Regions from separate parts of the Zea mays genome. Here region 2 is linked to region 1. The links are chromatin contacts, called in public Hi-C maps. All regions are on one chromosome and are shown on one strand. The core of a region is the stretch at or near the end of the contact, and the rest is flanking DNA. Distances in the headings are between cores, read along the strand shown.

The links. A called contact is a pair of places that touch in the nucleus more often than the background predicts.
Region 2: a Hi-C map of leaf shows a contact between it and region 1, with 1.8 times the contacts expected there. The contact joins the promoter of LOC606476 here to the promoter of LOC100279918 in region 1. A contact is called at or near these places in 4 of 25 Hi-C or Micro-C datasets (ear, leaf and tassel).

The regions. Positions count from the first base shown.
Region 1 is chr5:216,892,167-216,896,390 of Zm-B73-REFERENCE-NAM-5.0, reverse strand. LOC100279918 (putative RNA-binding protein ARP1) reads right to left here and starts at 1,802. Exons shown (of 6, transcript NM_001364466.1): 1 at 1,095-1,802; 2 at 847-970. The coding sequence starts at 1,370.
Region 2 is chr5:216,716,496-216,720,719 of Zm-B73-REFERENCE-NAM-5.0, reverse strand. LOC606476 (adenosine 5'-phosphosulfate reductase-like 4) reads left to right here and starts at 2,457. Exons shown (of 4, transcript NM_001112332.1): 1 at 2,457-2,804; 2 at 3,543-3,730; 3 at 3,821-3,945; 4 at 4,171-4,224. The coding sequence starts at 2,619.

The DNA of each region.
Region 1 (4,224 bases), core at 553-3,052:
AAAAGACTACAGGGAGAGTAGCAGTATTGGGTAGTATATGCCGCCCAACATTTTGTAAAGCCATGCATCGGTTTTCACTAGAAAAGAAAGGCGTCTGGATTCCCGATCGATTCTCCAGCGATGTAATCTCCACCCCTTTACACCTCGCTGTCGCTGGAGCGATGCAGCATACCACCACCAATGGCGTGCTCCCGGTCAATGCAACTTGATCTTCCTCAGCAAGCAAATTAAAGGGGGGAAATGGGCAGCAGCAGCCCCACTCCACGCATGCATCTTGTATAGTTGTATCATTGTATGGGAGATGGTTATACCGGCACTTCACCGAGATGCTAAGTAAAGAAATCGCCAGCCAGATTTCATTGCTATCCTCGACTTTTGCGAGGTGGTGGGGATGAGTAGACCAGATAGCGTGCAGCGAATTAGGGGGCAGGCACTGCAAATCCAGCCTGGGCTAGCACACCACACAGCCATGACGACTCGTGATGGAAGCCATGAGCCATGGCTGATTAGTGCCTCCCCTCCCAGTGCAGATATAGTAGTGGCCGTCCTGGTTCCCGTGTGCTGGCGCCCAGTGTTTCACCAGCTGTGCTGGGGTGGGTCCCCCACCCATCTGCCAGTAACCTGTCCCCCCCTCCCCTACCAGGGAAAATCCAGAGCGGAACATGGTGCCCTAAAATCAAGCTTATATATATACGGGTTAATCGCGTAGTACTGGTACTGCCGCCGGCGCTAATCATGGCCCGGTTATTAACTGCCATGCACATGCGCGTGCCTTGCGATGGCAAGGAAAGTAAAAAAAAAAAGGACAGCAGGAGGAGCATTGATTTGGTTCCTCGGGTCGCTCACCTCTCGGCTGCGCGGCCCGCGGCGGGCCGAACGCCGCAATGTTGCAGTTGGCGCGCCGGCCGGCGATCACCGGGTTCGGGTTCTGCACCGCCCGCGCCGCCGCGTCCGGGTCCCGGAAAATCACCTGCGGAGCCACATAACACATCTGGTAAGCGTCGACCGATCCGATATAGAGGCGGCGGCGGGCCGATCGGCCGGAGGAAGGTCGGGGGCGAGATAGAGAGAGAGAGAGGCAAGAGTCCACTTACGAAACCGTAGCCCTTGGAGCGGCCGGTCTCGCGATCGGTGATGACGACCGCCTCGAGTATCTCTCCGTAGACGTCGAAGTGCTGGCGCAGCCCCTCGGACGGCGTCTCCCACGCCAGCCCGCCAACGAACACCTTGGTCAGCGTCGTGTCGCCGAACCGCGACCGGTGGTGGTGGTACGACCCCACGCCACCGCCGCCGCCGCCGCCGCCTCCGCCTCCCGGAGACGCGTGGGCCGGGGACCCGCCGGGGCCAGAGAACGACGACGAAGTCGCCATCCGCCGCACGCAAGCACCGAGTCCTTTCGGCTTTCGGCTTAGGCTAGGCTAGTTCTGACTTCTGACGCGGGAGGGAGGGACGAACAAACTAGCTAGACTCCTGAGTCCTCCCTCACTCCTTCCTAGCTAGTGGTTTCTGGCGACCTCCTCCTTCCTAGTGGTTTGTACCGAGCTTTGTTGGGTCATAGGCAGACCTGACCTGCTGCGGTTGCTCCTCCCTCCCCTTGGGCTCCCTAGTATACTTCTCCACTTCCATACCCCTTGAGGTCCCTGTACCTTATGGGAGAGGGAGGATACGGCAGGGGCGAGCAAAGAGAGATGGAGGGGCCGAGGCTGTGCGCTGGAAGAGGGAGAGGGAGAGGGTGTGGGATGACAGCTGCTGCTGCATGACCCTTTCTAGTCTCGTTTCCAATGGGCTACAATAAGCCCGCCGCAACAACGCCAGCCTCCTTCCTTGTTCTCCATACCATCTCTCTCTTTTTTTTAATGATGCGTGTGTAGGGGTGGGCATTTTAAAACCGAAAACCGAACCCGAACTGAACCGAACCCGAATAGACCGAATTATTGGTCTATTCGGGTTTTCGGGTTCGGGTTCGGTTCCTATATGTGCTATATTTCGGGTTATGGGTTCGGGTTCGGTTCCTAACCTATAAAACCCGAATAGACCTAATAACCCGAAATATAAAAAAGCTCTTAATATGTGATGGTATTATTATATGATTTATGAACTTATTAGCTAGAAATAATGATATCATCTAAACGATAGTATATATATCTTTGTATGCTAATTTTTATAGTCACTTGTAGTAATAGTACTTTCAATTAATTATTCATTGTCTATATTTTAACAAAATATACTAGCTCTCTACAATTCGGGTCTATTCGGTGGACCGAATAGACCGAACCGAAATTGTGAGTCTATTCGGGTTCGGTTCCTAAAATATTTTTGGAAATTTCGGTTCTTATTTTTCAGGACCCGAAATTTCACAAACCCGAATAGACCGAACCGAATTACCCTAATAGACCGAATGACCGAATGCCCAACCCTATGCGTGTGCGTCCCCTCTCCTCTCCTCTCTCTCCCTCTCGCGCGCGCGGGAGATCAGGATCAGCGCTGTGCTGCCACCTTCCCCCACTTGGGTGGGCGTCCTCCCTGGCTCCCTGTCGCTCTCGGGCGACCACCCCGAGCCCGGCCCCCACCCGCAAACGTAACGAACGGCGACGGCGTGGCCTGGTGGTACTGGTGCGCTACGTCCGTCCGTCCGTCCGCGCGCAGGCAGCGCCGCCGCCGCATCCGCACCGCATCGGCAGACCGCGCTGGAGGCTGGAGCTAGCCGTCGTCCGCGAGTTGGTGGCGTTGGCGGCTGGCCTGGCCTACTAGCTAGTCTAGCCGCTAGTGCGCCTAGTTGGCGTACTAGTTGTTTGCTTGCTACTACTGCTACTCGCCGGGAGGGGAGTTGCTTCCTTGCCCGCATCGGCCACGCGCTGCGTACCACGCTTTGCCACCGAGGTGAGGACAGCGGACACACGCCAGCGATCTAGCTGGAACAAGGGGTGCAGATTCGAAAGCCGGCCAAGTGTGTAATCATTAACAAGCAGGTCGTCTCCGATCCCCTGCCAAACAAACGTGGTCAGCAATTTGTTCATTAACTGACACCTGCCATTCCCCGCACGACGTACGTAGCATATACACGGTTACATACACGGTTCTGTGGAAAAACATTCCCCGACCCATATACACGCTTCTGTACGAGCAGGTTCCATGGGGAGCGAATTCCGAGTTGACCACGGATACAGGGGGGTCTTTTCTTTTCGATAAAGTAGAGGTTTGGGAAAGGAGAGGGAGAATACGGGCCTTCGTTCGTTATCCACAAGGCAGGCTAGGCTAGTGCAGACGGCAGTGAAGCGCCGGTGCCACGTCAGGACGCAACGTTTCTGGCATGGCAGTAGCCTTTGGTTGACGAAGGCACTGCGAAAATTTTAAGGCATGTTGGCCTTGACCTCTCCTTCGAGTCCTTGATCCACTGCGGTGTGCAATTCCGTAACCCGTCTTCGTCTACCGGCCTGCATGCATTTTGGTTTATAGATGTCCAAACCGATCCGGATTACCGAGCGAGCGGCTCGAAACCTGGCACGGGTTTGGTCCGGTACGAACACGGCACGACACATCACGTAGTGAACTGGGCCTGGCTCGGCCTGGTCACCGAGTTGTGCATGTGGTTAGGCCTGGCAAAGCCCGATTTTATTTTTTCTATTTTTTTCATATAAATACATATATTATACTTAAATATAGAGTATAAAACACAAGAAACATGTGATTTTGTTGGTTATATGAGTGTAAATAAATGTTTAGAGCTAATAAATATGGTTTAAACCCTACAAATGCATACTTTTAGGATATTTTTATCATTTAAATGTTATATATTGTTATAGGCCTGTTAGGCTCGTCGGACCATGAGCCGACCCGGCACGATTATTAACTTAGCGGGTCGTGCTTGGTCGCTTGGGGCCCGTGGGCCGGCACTTGCCGCGCTTGGGCCGGGCCGGCACGGACCGTCCATTTGGACATCTATATTTTAGTTTAATACGGTTTCTTTCCCCTGTTGTCAGGTTAAAGAGAGTTTGGTTCACGGAATCTAGTCATCCTCATGCATCAACTTGCAGCATCAATCTTAGATAGTGTTTGGTTGAGGAGACGAGTAGAACGAAGCCGTTCCACTCTGATTCTATGAACGAAGGCGCTCTGTTCTGTGTTTGGTAAGCTGTAACGGAGTGACTCTGTTTTTTGTTTGGTTACAGAGTGAACTGGAACAGAGCGGCTCTGTTTTTTGTTTGGTTGCAGGGGGAGGCGCGT
Region 2 (4,224 bases), core at 1,208-3,707, 180 kb after region 1:
GTCCCCGTTTGTGCACCGGCGCCGTCCAGATCGATGGCACCAGCGGAGGTGGTACCAAGGAGGAGGCCCCGGGCATCGTCTGCCTCGTTCTGCGCTTCAAGCCTCCGCTACTCGATCACTGCTTTGAGACTGAGCTCGTCGTCAGCCGAGGCCGTGGACATGGCCACCGCCTCGGTCGGCTTCTCCGGCTCCTCACGGCGCGCGGCGCACACACACACACGGTGCACACCTAGACGAATCGAAGCAACAAGATCAAGCACAAGAAGATTAGGACTACGATTAAGAGAGAGACGAGAGCAAGAAAACCTTACCTGCAACACCGGAGCACCGGATCCACGAACCGGATGGCTGACGGCAGAGGCAGAGGAGCGAGCTTGGCGAAGATCGAGTTCTAAGGTTAGGGTTAGTGAGGGTCGAGGGAGAGAGGAGCGAGGATGGAGCAAGAGAGGAGAGGAGCAGCGAGCAGGAGGCGAGGACACCAGAGTTCACCTCTCCGTCGACACAGGAGGCGAGGACACCGGAGTGGCGGAGCCGAGTCGCCTGTCGCCGGTCGCCGCAACGAGCGCACAGGAGACGGAGAGGCCGAGAGAAAAAATGGGATGCTAGGGTTACGCGTACGCCTTACGCGACGCCGCCGACGCCTTATACGCCTTAACGGGCCGGCGCCGTGCCGTGGCTTACGTGGGCCGGACTCGTGCCTGCACCACGGGCCCACTTGGCAGCCAAGCACGGCACGGGCATCGGGCCAGGCTGGCACGGGCACACCGGCCGTCGTGCCGGGCCGGGCTTTTCCCGTGCTTGGGCGTGTCGGGTGCCGGGCTCACGGGCTGCACCACGGGCCGGCCCGTTTTGGACATGTATACATACGGGCCCGTACGTCATACACGCGCCGCGTCGCCATCATGTCCGAATTTTTTGTATTTTAGCCCTTAAACAGAAGTAAAATCACGTTTAGACCTAAAAAAATTTTAAATGCAGTTTTGGACCCTTTGCTCGGCGCCGAGCTAACACAGCTCGGCGCCATAGGCTATGGCGCCGAGGTCGTGTTGCGTTGGCACAACCCAGACGCGTGGCGTCGACGTGGAACCGAGCTCGGCGCCACAGATCTTGGCGCCGAGCTCGGTTGTGTTATTAAAATATTTGTTGCAGACATGAGCACAAAGCCCATCTAGCCCACTTGGTAGAGCACAAGGCTTCTAACCATGTGGTCGTGGGTTCAAGCCCCATAGTTTGCATTTTTTTTGTTTTTTTTGTTTATGTCGTTGGTGTGTCCGCTTAAATTTATTTCTCGCCTAGATTTTTTTTCACAATTGAAAAAATCGACCCAAAATATATGCTCATGTACTGATCGGCCAATATCTCTGTATGTGAAAGGTTGTGGAGAATAATAATAAGTAGGGCATGCTGTTTATCAAAGCAAATGTATATAAGGAAGAAAAAAATGTATAAAAATAGTTATAGTGATTTAGAAATAGTTAATGATTCGTAATGCAAAATTGTTTTCTATATTTTTACTAAGTTAGATTTTGTTCAAGAAATTTGTTCTTAACCTTTTTTAGCTACATGAAAAGCTCACTAAATTACTAAATGTTTTTTTTAAATTATTGGAGATGCACTAAGCTCTGCGGATTTTAATTTGCAAGATGAAAACATGCATGCCATGCATTCGGTCTTTTTAAAAAAGTAGTAAAATTTTGAATAATGCACGGATGACATTTTATAAAATTACTACATTGCTTTTGTATTGCACATGCATGATTTGAGCTAGTCGATTATTTACGCGCATTTTAAATTCGGAAACTGTAGATTGAAATGCGCGCGCATGCAGTGCAAGATGGAAGGCAACACTAGGCACAACGACATAAAAAAAATCTAGGCGAGAAATAAATTTAAGCGGACACACCAACGACATAAACAAAAAAAAACAAAAAAAATGCAAACTATGCGGTTTGACCCACGACCACATGGTTAGAAGCCTTATGCTCTACCAAGTGGGCTAGATGGGCTTTGTGCTCATGTCTGCAACAAATATTTTAATAACACAACCGAGCTCGGCGCCAAGATCTGTGGCGCCGAGCTCGGTTCCACGTCGACGCCACGCGTCTGGGTTGTGCCAACGCAACACGACCTCGGCGCCATAGCCTATGGCGCCGAGCTGTGTTAGCTCGGCGCCATAGGCTATGGCGCCGAGCAAAGGGTCCAAAACTGCATTTAAAATTTTTTAGGTCTAAACGTGATTTTACTTCTGTTTAAGGGCTAAAATACAAAAAATTCGGCCATCATGTACAGTCCCCCCTGCTGCAGATGAAGCCCATGCCGCGTCATCGCCTTCCGGTCCCGCACGTCGAGGTCAAGACGGGCTGTCGAGCGTCCCTGTGCCATCCGATCACGATCGAACGGCTGTGTAGCACCCGAACCAGATAAAGCGAGCCCCCAACAACGCAACACACCGATCCCAATTCCCATCCCACCCCCGCACCCACCGTGGCCCGAGTAGCCGTGGCCGCCGCGGCAGGCCGGCAGCGCCCTCCCGGCGGTGAGCGCAGCCCGGCGCGCGCGTCGCGGCCACCGCCGCGCTCGAAGCGCCCAGATCTAGGGCCTAGCGGCCCCCCTCCTCCATGGCGCGGCGACTGCCGTTGTGGACAGCGCTGCTCCTCCCCTTCCTCCTCACCGGCGTTGGTACCGCCGCCGCCGCATCCCCGCCCCACGATGAGTGCCCGGTGCCTACTATCGTGGAATCCGTTCTTGGTACTCGAGACACGTGCTCGACGCTGGATCTTGGCAACCCGGTCGGCGTCGTGGAGGTAAGATATTTGCAAGGTTGTGATAAAATAACCAAAGAACTGTATGTATGCGAATTTGTTCGTTCCATTACCATACTGAGTGTTCCCATGTTGGAGCAATTGTGGTGCGTGATGAAGTGGAAACTAGCAAATGGTTTGTGACGCAAATTGTTTGTCATGAAAAGATGGGTTTGCTAAGTTAGAACGGGGGAAATCTTGTCTACGATTTACAACTATTATTTTGGTGGTGGTTCTCAGGTTGTGTAAATACTTGCTTCTGTTCATTGGTTTAGACTTCGAGCAGCTATATATTGCTTATGTTATGCCAAAGCAAATAAAAAACACTATTTTTTTTTGAAGTAAAGGTACTGTAGGAGGGTCCTACAGTAATATTATTAAATCAAAAGAACTGAGTTTAGGGAGGAAGAGGAAGATTACAAAGAAATGAAAGATAGAGTGAGCCGAAGGGGAAGAGTTACAACCCTAAATTGAGTAGCCAAGATGCAATGTCTTCTTTAAGAACAGGCTTGACTCTATGGCATAACAGAGCAATTTCACTCCTAAACATAGCCTTGCACTCAGGAACCGAAGGGGGAATTTCATTGAAGATCCAATTATTTCTGCACCTCCAAATGCACCACGTCATGATGATAAAAAACACTATTACTATATAGTTTCCACTTTCTCCCACCTGAGCATAAGGGTTTTCCACCAGTTGTACTTGTAAAATTTGAATCTGACTGATTTGTATCCTTTCAGGGGGATGAGTTCACCTTAGCAACGGCAGTTAATCTTCTTCATGCAAACAAGGATGACTATATTGCTGTACTTTTCTATGCCTCGTGGTGCCCATTCTCACAAGAATGCAAACCAAATTTCGAGACACTGGCCTCCTTATTCCCAACCATTAGACATTTTGCATTTGAGGAATCTGCAATTAGGCCAAGGTTTGTCCTTGTATAGTGTAAAGAAAAAAATTATTTCTTATTACAATACATATATTTTGGTGGAATACTAATCTGATGCTGGAACTGCAGCATAATTTCAAGATACGGCATCCATGGTTTCCCAACACTCTTTCTCTTGAATTCAACCATGAGAGTACGGTATCATGGACCAAGGACTGTTAAACCACTTGCAGCTTTCTATACTGATGTCTCAGGTGTGTTACTTTTTCCTTATTGGACGACTCTTGTCCTCTTTTATTGGGAATGATTTTAGTAGCACGATTTCTATAAGTCACACATTCAGCAACTAATCCATGTATGATTGTGAGACTGGCTTTTTCCAGCTTGCTTGTGGTTTTCATTTTCCAGAAATCTTAACCTTGTTCTTGGTGGTTACTATACTTTAAGTCATTTACGGAAGATAAATTAATGTGGTGAAGGTATCAATGCCTCGGTCAATGTCAAGTCAACTGCAGGGGAGACCATGGTACATC